2 separate regions of the Mus musculus genome follow, and region 2 is linked to region 1. A link is a contact called in public HiChIP or PLAC-seq data. All regions are on one chromosome and are shown on one strand. The core of a region is the stretch at or near the end of the contact, and the rest is flanking DNA. Distances in the headings are between cores, read along the strand shown. Region 1 overlaps Tmem131 (transmembrane protein 131). Region 2 overlaps Mgat4a (mannoside acetylglucosaminyltransferase 4, isoenzyme A).

Region 1 (2,882 bases), core at 105-2,604:
CTGTAGCTGACTTCTGACACACCTGAAGAGGGCGTCAGATCTCATTACGGTGGTTGTGAGCCACCACGTGGTTGATGGGATTTGAACTCAGGACCTTTGGAAGAGCAGTCAGTGCTCTTAGCCACTGAGTCATCTCGCCAGCCACAGTTGTGAACTTTTAAAGTTGGTGTGCAGAGGCTGGAGAGACAGCTCAGTGGTTAAGGAAGGCACCGGTGCTCCTCCAGAAGATGTGGGTTCAATTCTCAGCTCCCGCTTGGCAGTTACAACCACCTTAACTCCAGCTCCAGGAGAGCCCATCCCCTTTTATGGCCCCCGTGGGTATTGCATGCATGTAGCGCACCGGCATCCGTGCAGCCTAAATACTGTACGCAGAGATCGGTCCTATAAACTCTGAACTACGATGCTTCATTTTTGTCTTTCCTTAAAAGTGTGTTACAGACAACTTGGAGTTTTTACATCATTCTGTAGTTATCAAGGAGCCTGTGGTAACCAAATATTATTCTTGTTTTGGCAAAGAATGCTGACCCGCCCCTCTGCTCCACAGTGCACTCTTTCTCCTGGTCATTGGAACAGCCTACTTGGAAGCTCAAGGGATTTGGGAGCCCTTCCGAAGGCGACTCTCCTTTGAAGCCTCAAACCCGCCCTTTGATGTAGGAAGGCCATTTGATCTCAGGAGAATCGTTGGTATTTCATCTGAAGGAAAGTATGTTCATATACTAAAAGTCCACTTTTTAATACACATAGACTTAGCTGATATAATTACAAGAAGTGAAATTTATCTTTACTCGGAATTTTTTAAAAAACGATTCTGGTGCTCAGATACTGAGAACTCATGAGAGTTCTTAACAGGGACAAAATATGCTTAGTTATTAGTTATTAGTCCTAACCTTATTTATAACTGTCAGAGGTGACAAACTGTAGAAGGTTGTGGCTCTGATCCCTTCCACTTCTGTCCCTAGTTTCTCTTTATGATGGGTTTACTAATGAAATTTTTTTCTTAGTATTAGGTTGGAAGTTACTGCTTACTGATTTTTCAATTGATCCATTTTTCAGCTTGAACACACTTGGCTGCGAACACAGTCATGGTAGGGGTTTCTATAGTAACGCATCATCCCGGCCTGGTACAGGCAGTCACAGGCAGTGTGGCACATCAGTCCACCCACACAGCAGCCATGGCAGCAAAAACTCAGCTGATGTGGACAACGTCAGAACCAGAAACAGTTCAAGTATGTCAAGCAGGACTTCTCCACAAGCAGCTGCCTCACAGTCTACAAGCAAAACCAGCCCCCTAGTCTCAGAGACAGCTGCAGCAACCCAGGGTCACACAGCAAGCAGGAAGTCCAGAGGGGCAAAGCAGGGCCAGCACAGCAGCCAGCACCACAGCCACAGCCACAGCCCACTGGAGCAGCACTCACAGCCTCCACCACCAGTGCCTCAGCACCAGGAGCCACCACCCGAAAGGCTGTCTCCTGCCCCCCTCACACACCCTTCCCACCCCGAGCGAGCCAGCACCACACGGCACAGCTCAGAGGACTCCGACATCACCAGTCTCATAGAAGCCATGGACAAAGACTTTGACCACCACGACTCCTCCCCCCTAGACGTGTTTACAGAGCAGCCTCCGTCACCGATGTCAAAAAGCAAAGGTAACCCTGTCCAACCCCCTTCCAAAGAACAAGGCGTGTGAGGGAGAAGGAGCAGTCAGGATCATAGGCAGTGGATACAGCACCTTGTTAGGTAGCTCAGACCCATCTCCTGCGGGAAGCAATGGCCTCTCTGTATCACAGTGCAAACGGAAGCAACTGCTTGTCATGAAACTTGTTCTTCCCTTGTTTCTCCAGACAGAATCTGATGGACGGCTGCCGGTGATAACTGTTACAGTCATTTTTAAAAATTATTTTGAGGCCAGGTATTGCTGGCACATACCTTTAATCCTAGCACTCGGGAGACAGAGGCAGGAGGATCTCTGAGTTCAAGACCTGCCTGTTCTACAGAGCGAGTTCCAAGACAGCCTGGGATACACAGAAAAACCTTGTCTCAAAAAACAAACAAACAAAAATATTTTGAAAACAGGGCTAAAACCAAAACCATCTACCTCTTAACTCAAAATAGAATTTCTAGCTGTGCACACATCTGTAGTTGTACTGGTGAGGTAGAGACAGGAAGTTTGTCACAGGCTTGAGGTCAGTGAGGCTACACACTGACACCTCTCTCTAAATAGGAAAAGGGGCAAAAGAAGCAAGTGAAAAAATAGTTGGTGAAACCTCCAAAGAGGCTGGCCAACAGGACAGGGACAACAGGAAGTGGTGGCCGTGCACACATCACAGTCTTGTAGGCAGAGGAGTGAGGGATGTACCAGATCTGCAGAATTGGTAGGTTAGGGAAGGAACTTTGCCAGAAGGAACCACACAAACAGGAGAAGTGTGAACAATTCAAGGGATGGAAAATCCAAGGCCAGAGTGACAGCGAGGTCTAACAGGGAGCATGAGCGAAGGCTTCAGAGTAGTGGGAGTGGGAACAGGCGCTTGTGTGCAGCCTCATGGGTAAGGTACAGAGGAATACACCTTATTGGCAGTGGCAGGGCCTCAAGACTAGAGCAATCCAGAACCGCAAGATTGGGGACTCAGAACTTGGAAAGAAATGTGGCGCATAGACCATGTGGTTCCTAAGACTGCAAGCAGCCTTTCCATCAGTTCATCTAAGGGGGTGCGACCACAAGCCATCAATCATGGTATAGTTCATTTCAAACAAGCTAGGGGACAACAGCGTTGAGGGGCTTTTGGGTTTCGGAGTTGCAGATTAGGCACAGGAGACCAAGGGAGGAAAGTCCCTGTGGGTGTGGTGTGTGCCCCTTGTAGAGACCAGGAGAATGCGTGGGTCGC
Region 2 (2,882 bases), core at 134-2,633, 690 kb before region 1:
GCCAATGATTTGCTCTGTAGCTCTGGCTGCCCTGGAACTTGCTATGTGGACCAGACAGGGCTGGAACTCACAGAGATCCACCTCCCTTGGGCATTAGAGGGCTGGGATAAAAGGTGCACACCACAGTGTCTGACGTCATTATTCTTCAAAATACTATTTGCATTAAAATTTTATTTTAATGGTCTAAGATTTTACTCTATGGCACAGGCTGTTCAAGAAGTAACTTATGTAGCCCAGGCTGGCCTCAGACTTGTGAGCCTCCCGATTCAGCCTTGCAAGTGCTTAGGATTAGCCGTGTGTACTCCCCACACCAACTGAAATACTTTTCTAGCTAATGTGCTAATCATAGACCACAGCAAATGAAGCATTTCCTTCTATAATTAGCAAATGAATGTTTTCCTGGGTCACTTTTGCCCTTCCAAATCACAGCTCTGTGAGAGACATTTTTGCGAAGCGTTTGGTTACATTTCTGGCAGCCCTTGTGATCTTCATTAGATTATGTTTTGATGGCAGGCGATTTCCAAACACACCATTTCTGGAACAAGACAGAAAGCAATTAGGTATTTGTGGAACGAGTGAAAGCTAAAATCATGGAGAGGAAACGACTGAGTCACAGGACAGACTGTGTTAGGGCCTTTGATCCTGCTGACTATCTAGGACAGGCATCACACCGTGACTGACAGCATCCTTCAAAGGGCTGCTGCTTGCTGGAGTGGAATAGGGTATTGTAACTTACTGATTCTTCTCACGTGGAATTCAAGTTTAATTTTATCTATGATGTGATGTATTTTTGTGGGTTTGATATGGATGTTTTTGTCTGCATTATGTCTGTGTACCACATCTGAGAGGCGCCCAGGGAAGCTAGAGGAGGGTGTTAGAGCTCCTGGCACATGTGAGCCAGGACCTCTGAAAGAGCAGCCGGTACTGTCACCACTGAGCCTGTCTCTCCGTCCCTCATGTCATATCTTTCATGGCATTGTGGCCACAAGTCCATAATGCTGACTGCCTTGTTTAGAAGGTGAAATCTCAGTTGAATGAAAATTGACAGCACTATTGTCTAATTAACAGAAATTTTTACTCTGTACTCTGTTCAGTGGCTCATCCACTCCTCTGGATGAAACGGAAACCACTTTTAGATTGACACGTACTGAGCGTTCCCAACTTCTAAATATTTTCAGTGACTATTTTAGGGAAATCTATCTTCTATATAAAAGTTTGATGAAATGCTAGTGCATAAAGAAAATGAAAGTTAGGAAGGACAGGCACATGCCTGGCATGGAAGAACATGGCTTCATGGAAGATTTGAGACCACGTGGGCTGTATATATCAACAACCTGTCTTTAGGAAAGAAAAGAGAAGAAGACAGGAAAGTGAAATTGAGCTGTGGCCAGTGTGCTTGCTGCAACTTCCTTTCTAGACTGCTGCGTAGTTAGTGCCTGCCTGGCTGTTTCTCCTGTGTTCTCAGTTAATTTTCAAAAGAGAATCGGCAGCAACTTCCGGAAGGTAAGGGGTTCCTGCCACTTAAATTGTCTTTCTGTGTTTCAGATAATACCATAAAGCTTCTAAAAGAGTTGACAAGCAAAAAATCACTTCGAGTGCCAAGTATTTATTATCATTTGCCTCATCTATTGCAAAATGAAAGAAGCCTTCAGCCCGCCGTACAGATTGGCAGTGGAAGAACGGGAGGTGTGTTCACTGTGCGCCTGCTATTGGAACTGTGGTTTGGAGGGGTTGATTGACCACTAGGAAGATGTCTAGCAGGACAAAGGAGTAAAATTAAATATACGTGCATATTTAATATATTAACATAATTACTATATTAGATTCAATAATTAAAAAGAAAATAAATATTGATATTATCATATTAATTCATCTCATTAGCATATCAATATTAGCATACTTAATATATTTGTATTTAAGTTATTATAGTAACAATATTAAAATATATAACTATTGGTGGTATTAAATTATTAAATTGTGGTTGTTAAATTATAATATATAATTTATTGATATATTTAATATCTGCACAGCATCTTGGGGCTTAGTGCAATCTGCTTATTGAAATGATATGGACATCTTTTCCATATATCTAAACAGGATCAGTACACATGTAGTTCAGGCAGATAAACCTTGAACCTTTGTCAGCTTTCTGTTTTAAAAATGGGGAGGTAGAGAGATGACCCCTCCCCCATGTCTGAGTCTGGCATTAATGGCTCTTCACAATCCTGCCTTAGGGGTTTGTCTTCAGTCTGCTCCGCCTTCCCCTGGACATGTAGAGGCAGAACATTGCTCTCAGGAGCATCCCATGTGGGAACACCTGCTATTGCTATGCTTTTCCTGCCTAAGCAGTCCTGGAATTCTCCTCCGAGGACCTTTTAGCTACTTAATATTTCTAGTGTTTCATTTTTACGAGACTTTAAAATTTTTGACTTAATTGAACTTGGACTTTTTAGGTGGACTTTTTCTTCATAGATTTAAAATGTAGAGATGAAAATATTACAATTGGGGAAACAATAATTCTAGAGATACTAAAATTCTTCTGCCTTTGTTGTTGTCTGGGGATTTTTTAAAAAATGAGGTCTCACTATGTAGGCCAAGCTTCCCTTCCCTTCCCCCCACTGGGATTTCAGGTGTGTGCCTTGCCAGATTGAATTTCATTTTTGTGTTAAATTTTTTTTGGATTTAACTTTATGTGTTGAACCCCATCCCATGGGATAGCAGGACTGCCACCCTCAGAACTCGTAGAGAGCATTGGCTGTCCTGGACCTGGGGTTAGATGTGGTTGTGAGCCACCATATGGGCGCTGGGAATAGAACCCAGGTCCTCTGCAAGAGCAGCAGGTGCTCTTTGGGGCTGAGCTGTTTCTCCAGCCCGTGGGTTCC

The links. HiChIP or PLAC-seq counts read pairs in DNA pulled down with a chosen protein or histone mark.
Region 2: a contact with region 1 is called in an H3K4me3 HiChIP or PLAC-seq map of bone marrow-derived macrophages, with 6 times the contacts expected there. The contact joins two enhancer-like sites. A contact is called at or near these places in 3 of 115 datasets of contacts at active chromatin or transcription factors (bone marrow-derived macrophages, large pre-B cells and microglia).

Annotation. Positions count from the first base shown.
Region 1 is chr1:36,806,648-36,809,529 of GRCm38.p6, reverse strand. Tmem131 (transmembrane protein 131) reads left to right here. Exons shown (of 41, transcript NM_018872.2): 30 at 545-703; 31 at 1,054-1,646. Among named protein-coding and RNA genes, the nearest start is that of Zap70, 46 kb to the right of the region's middle. Within about 2 kb of position 1,354, at least 29 of the 459 cell types and tissues checked have an H3K27ac peak or open chromatin away from gene starts, as enhancers often do.
Region 2 is chr1:37,494,677-37,497,558 of GRCm38.p6, reverse strand. Mgat4a (mannoside acetylglucosaminyltransferase 4, isoenzyme A) reads left to right here. Exons shown (of 16, transcript NM_173870.3): 4 at 1,546-1,686. Among named protein-coding and RNA genes, the nearest start is that of Gm39627, 7.4 kb to the left of the region's middle. Within about 2 kb of position 1,383, at least 89 of the 459 cell types and tissues checked have an H3K27ac peak or open chromatin away from gene starts, as enhancers often do.